Linked DNA regions of Mus musculus: region 2 is linked to region 1. Evidence: chromatin contacts called from public Hi-C data. All regions are on one chromosome and are shown on one strand. The core of a region is the stretch at or near the end of the contact, and the rest is flanking DNA. Distances in the headings are between cores, read along the strand shown. Region 1 overlaps Tox (thymocyte selection-associated high mobility group box). Region 2 has its middle 170 kb from the start of Gm33646.

The links. Hi-C and Micro-C count contacts between places; a contact is called where the count stands out from the background.
Region 2: a contact with region 1 is called in a Hi-C map of CD4 T cells, with 2.9 times the contacts expected there. The contact joins two enhancer-like sites. A contact is called at or near these places in 1 of 15 datasets of contacts at CTCF or cohesin (pro-B cells), 1 of 484 Hi-C or Micro-C datasets (CD4 T cells) and 2 of 115 datasets of contacts at active chromatin or transcription factors (double positive thymocytes and thymocytes).

The regions. Positions count from the first base shown.
Region 1 is chr4:6,899,088-6,904,773 of GRCm38.p6, reverse strand. The region is part of intron 1 of Tox (thymocyte selection-associated high mobility group box); the gene reads left to right. Among named protein-coding and RNA genes, the nearest start is that of Tox, 89 kb to the left of the region's middle. Within about 2 kb of position 2,498, at least 45 of the 459 cell types and tissues checked have an H3K27ac peak or open chromatin away from gene starts, as enhancers often do. A contact at or near this core is called in double positive thymocytes and pro-B cells, where this site is marked.
Region 2 is chr4:7,362,724-7,368,409 of GRCm38.p6, reverse strand. No RefSeq gene overlaps it. Among named protein-coding and RNA genes, the nearest start is that of Gm33646, 170 kb to the right of the region's middle. Within about 2 kb of position 3,814, at least 39 of the 459 cell types and tissues checked have an H3K27ac peak or open chromatin away from gene starts, as enhancers often do. A contact at or near this core is called in double positive thymocytes and pro-B cells, where this site is marked.

The DNA.
Region 1 (5,686 bases), core at 1,249-3,748:
AGTGTCTGAGGACAGCTACAGTGTACTTACATTATATATATATATATATATATATATATATATATATATATATATATATTCTTTAGTGGAAGTAAATTAAGTATTAGTAATAGCTTAATACAATTTCTGAAACAAAGTCAGTAGTTGATTATAAAGGCTAGTCCTTAATCCACCTGTTTAAAATCCCTGAGCTAAATTGAGTACCCAGTTTCCAAATGCTTTGGGATTAGAAGTATTTTAGAAACTTGAGTGTCTTCAGATCTTGCAACATTACATATACACGAGCTATCTTGTACATGGGTCTCATATCTAAATATGAAATTCACTAATATTTTTTGTATTCCTCACATGTAGCATTGAAATTTTATAGTATCTTTCATAATTTTGCATGTGAAAGTGTTTGCTGATATAAACTTTTCACCTGTTTTATGTTAGTTTAAGACATCGCAGATCTTATACCATTTTGAGTTTGGATTTTCAGATTAGGGAAGCTCAGCTTGTACACCCTTCCAAGCTGGGATGAAAATTACCATTGTCAAAATGGCTCATGATGAAATAAATATTCATGCACTCTTTTGCTTATTTTCCACAAACAGCACCTACTATGCACTCATCAGTTATTTTCTATTTATCAACTTATCACTCGAATTTAAAGAAAGAAGAATCATAGAGCTACAGCCAAGTTTTATGAGAAGAAATGCTTTTATATAGCAAATCAATCTCCCAAATGTTCAATAGCCAAACCATAGACATATTAAATAACCAGCCGTTAAGTAAGGTGATGCTGTGCAATGACTACAAGAGGAAAGCACACACAGGAAGCGCATTCCTACTGCACTGGCTGAAGCCACACCTCCATGTGTGGTTACTGTTTGCCTGCTCCAAGTGACGATGTGCCTGTGGGAAAAGACACCTAGGAAATGAGCATTTCTTTCCGTTATGCTATAAGCACGTTACAGTTGAGACACAAAGTAAAATCTCATTTTTGGCTGGGCAGTCTTTCATTGTCTTGTAGTTTCCGCAGCAGTAAGTATCTACTGTTAAAAGCAGAGCGCTGGCCTACTTCTGTCTATTTCCATTACTGTGCGCCTTTGTACCACATTGTCTTTCTCCTGGTGCCTAGTGGAACATTAAGGTTCATAATTATTTTGATAAGATCAGGGTTGTGGGCCCTTTTGTTGTTTTTCGGCTTCCTTATTTGCTAATAATTCAGATTCAGTGCTGAAGACTAACAAATCTCTTGACCAGGCAGGTTGGAAATGCAGAACTCTGAAAATAATACAGCAGCGATATTTTATAGACCTTTCGATGTGAAAAAGCTTATGGTCCAAATTCATATCACTGAGAGAAGTGAATGAGAGCTTACTATTCATGTAGGCAAAGAATGCATCCTGCTGAGAAAATTAATCAGGATTTACCTAAGTAAAAATTATAAACAGAAGTCTCAGGAGTCGTTGATAGGTTACAATATCTAGTTGAATCAATCCTGCACAAACTACACAGGATGATCTGTTTCTTTAAAAAATGCTCAGTGGTGTAAAAAGGAATAAAATTACATTTGTTTTTGGTCCTGAGTGGTTACAGTAGGATTATTGACTACCCTGTAATTCAATGCCCCATTTAACGAGAATGATATTAATTATGAGCACATTATTTTAAAAATTTCCAAAGCAGATTCTTTTGTGTCCACAGTGTGAAAACTCAGTGTCTGCCCATAGTCAGAGTTAGCTCTCCCTACAGTCCAGGGCAGCATGGAGGGGAGGCCAGCAAGTGGTTTGTGTGCATCTGGACCTTTCGGTGTCACTCAGGAAGCCTGGAAAATCTTTCAGCAAAAATGCTCATGCCATTTACCTCAGCATGACCTCACAGGCCCAGCATCTTGAGTCTGTCCAAGGATGTTTTATCCACAGCGCAGCCCACCTTGAAAGTTGTTATTCTAGAATATTCTTTATCCTAGAGTGAAATGTGAGGGCTCTTCTGCGTCACCGAACCCAAGGGTTAAGGTCAAGGGTAAGGGCAGAAAGGGAGATCCTTCCAACGCCTGCCCTGCCTTCCTATGCAGGTGCTTCAGATGTTTTCTCTTCACTTAGACCCTTGTCCATGAAACTGACTCAGCTTCTCTGAGGAGCATGTGAGGCTGCCATTCAAGGACATCTGACAACTGCAGTTTTCCTTGGAACATCACCATGTTAGTTGTTAGAACAATTTCAACGGACTACGTGGCGTTATGAGTTCACACAGTCTTGACTTGCAACTTATGGTCTTAGAGAAAATTTTTAAAAATTTAGATTACTTGAAAACCTTTCGAAACTGAAGCTTTTATGCCACTAGGGAGTGCAAAGCAGTCAGGTGTGCTTAGCCTTTATGCCATGGTTGTTGGTACAATCGAGAACGCACACTCTCTCTTTTTCTTTTTGAGTGGAACACATGAAGGAAAGCAGTTGCGAGAGACGGAAACCAACTCTTTTTCCATTCACCTTATTATTGAGCTGTGGTTTCCCAGCTTCCGTTTCTGTTATCAGAAGATCTGAAGCAAAGCTTCAGTTATGCAGAGAGAATGAGTTAACATCTAATCAAGTAGGAAAATAGCTTTAAACACCTGCTCCGAATTTGTAATATAATATTCAGAATAATATGACCTGGTAAATTACAGTTTAAAACCAGTGTAAGAAGCATGTCCTATTATAATGTCCATCAGGCATTTAATACCATTGTTCTTGTTTATTTCGTTTACTTAAGTTATAAAGAGTGTGTCTCATTCTTCTGAGAAATCTAGCATCTAACAGGTGTTTAATAACAGCATGCCTCTATGAAAATTATCTCAAGGGCACCCTTAGCAAAGGAGAGCAAGTCATTAAATACTAGTTTTAAAGTGACCTCAAAGCTTTACAATTAAGCAGCAAAGCTCACTTGTTATGCCTGTCTCCCTCTAGGGGATGATATGGTGCCAGGGACAGTGTGTTGGTGTTTTGAGAGACACTGGAGAAAGACAAAGAAAGGCAAATTTCTTAGGGTAGTATGCAAGCTGAAGAGAGAGAGGGAGGGAGAAGGGAGGGAGAGAGAGATATTAAGACAGAGAGAGATAGAGAGACAAAGAGAGATGGAGAAGGAGAGAGAAGAAGGGGAAGTGAAGGAGGAGTGAGATCAAAGTACAGTGTGCATGGACATGGCCTTTCCAAATTCATTTATTTCCAAACACAGTAGTATGAGTCTCTAACCGCCTCAGTGTGATAGCAGCAGATGTTCATTGCAACTACTGCAGAAAGCAGTGACTGTAGTGGAAAGGTGCTGGTCCCCAGCAGCCTGATGGAGGTATCACGCCTCCCAGAGGTAAAAAGAAAAATGGACTCTTAAAGGAAAGAAGTCTGCCTTTCTCATGGAGGTGATTGTAGCTGTGAACAGTAAAGAAGCAATATAGACACCCTCAACAGTGTATTATCCTTCATGATAATCGAGGGGGCAGCTAATGATTTGAGTGGGAGAGTGACTCAGAAGTCTACCAGACTCACACTCTACTAAGCTGTAGGAGTCTCTTATTGAAAATCTGCATCTTAGGCAGGTAAAGAAAATAGAAAGGAATCATAGTAAAAATAATTTATTCATATATACATAGACTATTTTGTTGCACGAGCTTAAATTGCCTTTTCCACAGCAACCAGTTTGGATCCAATTGAATACAATAAATGTCTTGTGACAGTGCTTGCATTTTTGCTTTGTGATTTCGGGCAAATGCAGAAAGATTACTGATGCATTCCTAGTCCAGAAATATGGTCTCTATTGATTGCGTTGACATGATAAATAGCAGTTTTACATGTTAATATTTATTCAGAGATGCTATTGCATCTATTATGAGCGTAAGTGCTTATAGAACCATTTATTGACATTCATTTTTAGTTGAGCCTAAGTTATCATTAGTGGTCTTTCCATAAATAGGCATTTGACACTTGAATATATTTAATAAAATGCATGTGCTAATTGTATTTGCCTGGACTCACAAGTCATGTTTTTAAATGGGGAAAATTAAATTGATATTTTTAAGAAATAGATTATTTTTGTTTGGGAGAGAAGTTACGCAAATAAAGACATTTTGTAAGGTAGATGGTTTATTTTCTCCTGGTTATTGAAAACCAAATAAAACAAAAATCCAATCCTGTCATTAGTGCTTTAACTAGCATAATTGGATAATGCTTACTTTTACATTGTTGTATGTCTTAGCACCCAGAATAATTCACTGCACACAGTAGACATGTGGATATTAATTATAAGAAACAATATATTTAAAGAAGAAAATACCAATCTATTGACTAATTTCTGCTAAAAAGAAAAGAAATCTTGTAAATATGGATTTCTATAAATGAATCTATTATTTGGGTCATCAATATTAAACAGTCTGAAAATGGCTTTCTAGCATTTAACATTTAAGAGAATAAAACTGAAAGCTGCAGGTGGGGAAAGATCAGTAGCACCCAAGTATGTTTTGTATTTAATGCCATGGAGCAACAGAAACACTTCAGAAGGCTGACCATGAGTATCAACCTCACTGCAACAACAGGCAGTGTTCTGGTCTTTCCTTAAGCCATATGATTCCTGTATGCTCTGCATTAAAAGGGCTGCTTTTTTAAAATTGTCTTCCTAGCTTTCATTTCCCATATTTTACAACCATCTTCAGACTGTTTGTTTTTATCCCAGGGTTAGTCAGCTATTTATTTCATTAGTATTAAGTGAAACAAGCCAACAGATAAGGAACTGTCTTTTTTTAAATCTATGTCTTTTATAATCATTTCTTTTTTAAGTAATAAATTTACATTTTATAATTGTAATCATGAAATTGCAAATGAAATCAGTTCTAGAAAGATTAATTTAGTTGTGCTCACAGCTGTGAAGATTGTGGAAATAAATATCATTTTGCAATAATGTATTCTTGACAAAGGGCATAACAAAAGAATGATTTCTATTCAGAGATAGTGGGGTATTTATTTTGCATGTTGGGGGAGGGGCATTCGGAGCCAGCTTTTCAACCCTGACCTAGTTTTGTAGCTGCTTATTATTCAGCTATATGTTTGAGAGATTCCTGTAATTTAATTTGGCATCCACTTCTGCATGTCTGCACCTAGCAGTAGGGGCTCATGATATTAGCAGTGTCCCATGCTGAATTGTATTTATTTTAAAACATCCAAACTCTCTTGGAACTCAGAAAGAAGGCGTTAATGTTACTAGGAACCTGCCTGATTGCAGCCAGGCTATCCTGTCCCGAGCGTTGCCATAATTAGTAACCACTGTTGACATTTAGATCCAAATTGAATTTCCTTCTAATTAAACCCAGAGGGGGTTGATCCTCTCAGATGTACAGGTTAATAAAATTAGTCAGAAACTGTTAAACAGTAAGCTGAATTCTCCAAGAGAGCTCTCCCAAAGTATTGTTAAGAATTCTGTAATTAATATTAAAGGCATTCATTAAATTTGAATTGTCTTTTTCGGCTTTGAGTTGCATATGGTTTTGGAGCAGCTATTTCTTTAATTAGGCTTGTTTCCTTTGATAACTACAGTTATTACTAATTTCTCTCCATGTTTGTACATTTTGCATTATAAACACATAAATACAAATCCTTCATACTATTCCTCTGTGCATAATCATACCACCATGATTGAGGAAGTAGTTAATAAACAATAATAAATACTAAACATA
Region 2 (5,686 bases), core at 2,565-5,064, 460 kb before region 1:
TGGAAGATTTTTACCTTTGATGAGTGTGAAGTGCCCCTCCTTGTCTTTTTTGATGACTTTGGGTTGGAAGTCAATTTTATTACATATTAGAATGGCTACTCCAGCTTGTTTCTTCAGATCATTTGCTTGGAAAATTGTTTTCCAGCCTTTCATTCTGAGGTAGTGTCTATCTTTTTCCCAGAGATGAGTTTCCTGTAAGCAGCAAAATGTTGGGTCCTGTTTGTGTAGCCAGTCTGTTAGTCTATGTCTTTTTATTGGGGAATTGAGTCCATTGAAATTAAGAGATATTAAGGAAAAGTAATTGTTGCTTCCTATTATTTTTGTTGTTAAAGTTGGCATTCTGTTCTTGTGGCTGACTTCTTTTTGGTTTGTTGAGGGATTTACCTTCTTGCTTTTTCTAGGACATGTTTTTCTGTCCTTGTATTGTTTTTTGTTTGTTTGTTTGTTTGTTTGTTTCCTGTTATTATCCTTTGAAGGGTCAGATTGGTAGAAAGATATTATGTGAATTTTGTTCTGTTGTGGAATACTTTTGTTTCTCCATCTAAGGTAATTGAAAGTTTGGCTGGGTATACTATCCTGGGTTGGCATTTGTGATCTCTTAGTGTCTGTATAACATCTGTCCAGGCTTTTCTGGCTTTCATAGTCTCCAGTGAAAAAATCTGGTGTAATTCTGATAGGCTTGCCTTTATATGTTACTGCTTTTTCCCTTACTGCTTTTAATATTCTATCTTTATTGAGTGCTTTTGTTTTTCTGATTATTATGTGTCAGGAGGAATTTCTTTTCTGGTCCAGTCTATTTGGAGTTCTGTAGGCTTCTTGTATGTTCATGGGCATCTCTTTCTTTAGGTTTGGGAAATTTTCTTCTATAATTTTGTTGAAGATATTTGCTGGCCCTTTGTGTTGAAAATCTTCATTCTCATCTACTCCTATTATCCATAGGTTTGGTCTTCTCATTGTGTCCTGTATTTCTTGTATGTTTTGAGTTAGGATCTTTTTGCATTTTCCATTTTCTTTGATTGTTGTGCCAATGTTCTCTATGGAATCTTCTGCACCTGAGATTCTCTCTTCCATCTCTTGTATTCTGTTGCTGATGCTCGCGTCTATGGTTCCAGATTTCTTTCCTAGGGTTTCTATCTCCAGTGTTGCCTCACTTTGGGTTTTCTTTATTGTGGCTACTTCCCTTTTTAGGTCTTGGATGGTTTCATTCAATTCCATCACCTGTTTGGTCGTGTTTTCCTGCAATTCTTTAAGGGATTTTTGTGCTTCCTCTTTAAGGTCTTTTACCTGTTTAGCAGTGTTCTCCTGTATTTCTTTGAGTGAGTTATTAAAGTCCTTCTTGATGTCCTCTACCAACATCATGAGATATGCTTTGAAATCAGGGACTAGCTTTTCGGGTGTGTTGGGGTGCCCTGGACTGGGCGAGGTGTGAGTGCTGTGTTCTGATAATGGTGAATGGTCTTGGTTTCTGTTAGTAAGATTCTTATGTTTACCTCTTGCCATCTGGTAATCTCTGGAGTTAGTTGATTTAGTTGTCTCTGGTTAGAGATTGTTCCTCTGGTGATTCTGTTAGCCTCTATCAGCAGACCTGGTAGACTAGGTCTCTCCTGAGTTTCAGTGGTCAGAGCACTCTCTGCAGGTAAGCTCTCCTCTTACAGGGAAGGTGCACAGATATCTGGCGTTCGGATCTCCCTCCTGGACGAAGATGAAGGCCCAAAACAGGACCTGTCCCAGAAGTTGTGTTGCTTTGGCCTGTCACAGAAGCTGTTAGCTTCTGTAGTCCACACTATCACCCGTGCAGAATACTCTCCGTGGAGTCCTGGAACCAAGATGTCTGCAGCGGATGCTCTGGCAAAGAGCTTCTGGGCTGGGCGGGCACCTTCTGTCCTATCCTCTGGCCGGGATGGTGCCCGGATGTCTGGGGCCCGAAAAGGGGGCTGCCTCAGAAGCTCTGTGGCTCCTGCCTGTCCCAGAAGCTGTTAGCTTCTGTAGTTCACACTCTCACCTGTGCAGAATACTCTCGGTGGAGTCTTGGAACCCAAGATAATTTCTTGTGTTCCCACTCCAGTGTTTGTATTTACCTCTCCCAAGTGGGTCAGGGTAGAGAAATGCCTGAGTACCTTCCAATCCAGTCTCAGAGTCCAGAAGCCATTCCATCTAAGCTAGTCCTAAGCTACTGTAGATGCCCACAAGAATCTGTACTGAATGAAAACAAGTATTCTTTCTGGATGACAAAAACATTTAGTATTTTGTTAATTCCTGCCAAATAACTAGTCAATTATGGGTCGAGACAGCATACTTTCCAAAGTGTTTAGTTCCAATAACTTACTATCTCCTTCAGACAAGATTTGGTAAGAAACATAATAGGTCCAAACTAACTTTAAGAAATGATTGTAGCATATGAATTATCTATTATGGTAGAGTCATTCATCATCATGACTACAATGAAAACCTGTTCTTATGTCAATATCTTCAAGGGGTACTCGTTTCTAGTTTTACATGGTTTTGATGAAAAATCTGTGGCATTGTGAAAAACCTTCCAGCTGCCCTCCACAACTCTGGCACCAAGTGTGAGTCTGCTGTTATTAATAAAATTGAATAAAAATAAAACATTAATCTTAAAGCAATTAACCCAACTAACCCATCCATGGAGTTCCTTGGTGCAAGAGTGGAGGTATCACTTTGTTGGTCATTTTTACTCTTCTCTTAATGTCAGAGTCAGAACAAATGCTGAGATAGAAGGAGCTAGAGAAAATAACACCTTCACAGACTGCTCAACTCTGAGAAATGGGCCCATAGGCAATTGCATATTTGGGTGAAAATCATACAGAACTTACTCACACAAATCTAGACTGTACAGCCTCAGAGTGAGTCCCTAGTTCCTAATTGCTTCTAGGATCATGGAGAAACACAATGAAAACTCAGTCTGACTCCATATTAGGCTTAAAAGACAACTTATAGTAAGGCCAAACTAAGTTAGTTCCTCTTTATGATTAAACCTCTATTTTTCAAGGACTGGGCTATGACACACCAAAACTTTAACTACAAATAGTTCTGTACTGCTTGTTCCAGGAATGTCAAACATGTTTTTTGTTTTTTTTTTCCAAAAAGTTGTTTATAAGCATACTGCAGTCCCCTTATGCTTTACAAGGTTATATGACCACCTTGGGCAGCCTAGTGATAAGGACCACTTTATTATGCCCACTTTGCCACTATGCCTTTGTATTGGGAGGTCCTTAGGACTAACTTGTTATTCCTATGTTTTACTCTTGTATTCCTCCCTATTTGCCCATCAAATCCCACATTCAGAAAACCCTTACCCTGATCTATAAAAGACTTATCTTCTTCATATCGAAGGCTGACTTCTCAAACCCTGCCTTAGGGATATACGGCTGGTGTACTGGAGCTAAAAAAAAAAAAAAATCTTGCTTTAATTAATTTAGCCAAGATGATTTGGGTCAGTGGTGTCTCTCTTCCCATCGTTGGGATTAACAAGAGCATGGCTGTATATAGAGTATGAGAGAAAATATTCAGCTAACAGACAGTGAACATGAGCCCTATGTGCAGTGCTGGTAAAACTATAACAGGGCATCCTGCAGACAGTACAGATTATACTCAGAGATGGTGCCTATGTTACAATAATCATTAGAAAACACAGCTATAAGTACAGGAGAGAGAACATTGCTGTCTATCAAGAACTATTTACTGTGCATTATGTGTGCTACCCCTGCATATTACTATCAGCACAGCAGCATGGCCAATTCCAGCACCCCCAGTCACTGTCTACATCACAACAGCTGTAACATCAGTGAGACAGGAATATCTCTGCTCTACTAGAATCTGAAAGCACAATCATTGACTATGTGATCTGTGCATTATGCAATGAATTACCATATCAAAGAGCATTTTAAGAGCTTTTCATCCTACTCCTCCTACTCCTCTTGTAAGGTTTCTTTGTCCCCCTTTCCTCCTCCAGTACAATTAGGATCTAGGCTACTGTTAATAGGAGAAAGGCATTCACCATCCAGCTCCCTACAAAGTGTCAGGGACTCATCTGCAGCAGCCCCTCAGGCTTCTGCTGGTGGTTTTGGCTGAGGAGAGGACAGGTTGCATACAGGAAGTGCATGTACTAAGTATTTCCGGTGAACTGCCTGATCAGACTTCAGAAGAAATCATTGCGTTTTCAACCTCTAGTAATTCACAGTGATGTATGTACTCATTTAAAAACAATGCACACATTTGTACTTACTTTTCTGCTGCAGAGATTGTATTTATTATGAGCTGAATTGTTTGCAACTCCAAAAATCCTGTTTCGCAATTTAGCTTCTGAGAACAAAACTGTTAAGATGTCGTTAAGGTGAAATGAGCTGCTATGGCTGCTGCCCTGAAGCAGGGGATTAATAGTTTCTCTCTCTGCACGGAGGGGGAAGATGTTTTCCCCTCTCTGTCTCTCTTCTGTCAACTAAAATCAGATACTAGGTCATCCTTAACAGGCTGGGTTCTTGATTTCTCTTCAATGGTACTGAGCTAGTGACCCAACTTCTTTTCACTCAGCTCCATAATTCTAAGATTCCTTGTACTTCCTAGTAAAGACCCAGAAAGGCTCACATATTTGAGTACTTAGTAGGATTAAGGGGTATGGCCTTATTGGAGTAGGTGTAACACCTTTACAGGAAGTGTGTCACTAGGGGTGGGGTTTGAGGTTTCAAAAGCTCATGATAGTCCCAGTCTCCTTCATAACTCTGTGGTGCTTATGGCCCAATAAGAAGTTGTTAAATAATGTCGATGATCTTGTAACTAACGAGGAGACACAGTGTGTCCTCATCTCATTATATGACATAGCAACAGGCAACAAAAAAAGCACCATAGCAGCCTGTTTTCTCAAGGTCAATATACTGAGCCCAAAACACTTAAAAACAAAGCTGAGCTATTAAGTAAATATGGATCCAGTATCTCTTATACTTTTTCTTATGTAGGCATAATAACTCAAATAAAAATATAGTACCATGTAAAGTTATAGCCACACACACATGTGCGCATGTACGCACACAGATAAATGCACACATACATGCACACACACACACACACACACACACACACACACACTGGATAGCTTCTCTCTCACTTGAGCTCTAGTCCTTAGCCCTCTGTTCTTCTGTGTGTGTGTGTGTGTGTGTGTGTGTGCGTGTGGTGTATCTATATGTAGTACATGAATGCTTGATATGATGTGGAGGACACCGGGGGCATCTGTATGTACATATATCTATATGTCTATATAGAACTCAAGTTGATTTCAGGTGTACTCCCTGATTGCGTTCTACTTATTTATTGTGATGAGGTATCCTGTAGACCCAGAGCTTAAGAGTTCAGCTCACTAATTCTAGCTAGTCTCCATAGCCATCATGACCCAGGAATCTCTGCCTCCCAAGTGCTCTGTTTACAGATGGCCATCATGCCTACTCACCTTTCACACAGGTTCTAGAGAATGAACACAATTCTCAGTCACCACCCACTGAGCCGCCTACCCAGCCCCAGTTTCTCTTTTAAGGTTTTGTTTAGAGAAAAAAATTCATGAAATTTCCCACATTAGCCTAGAACTCTTTGCAGCCAATCAGGCCTTGAGCTTTCAGCCCTCCTGGATCAGCCTCCTGTGTAGTAGGATGACAGATATCTGAAGTCATGTCCAAGC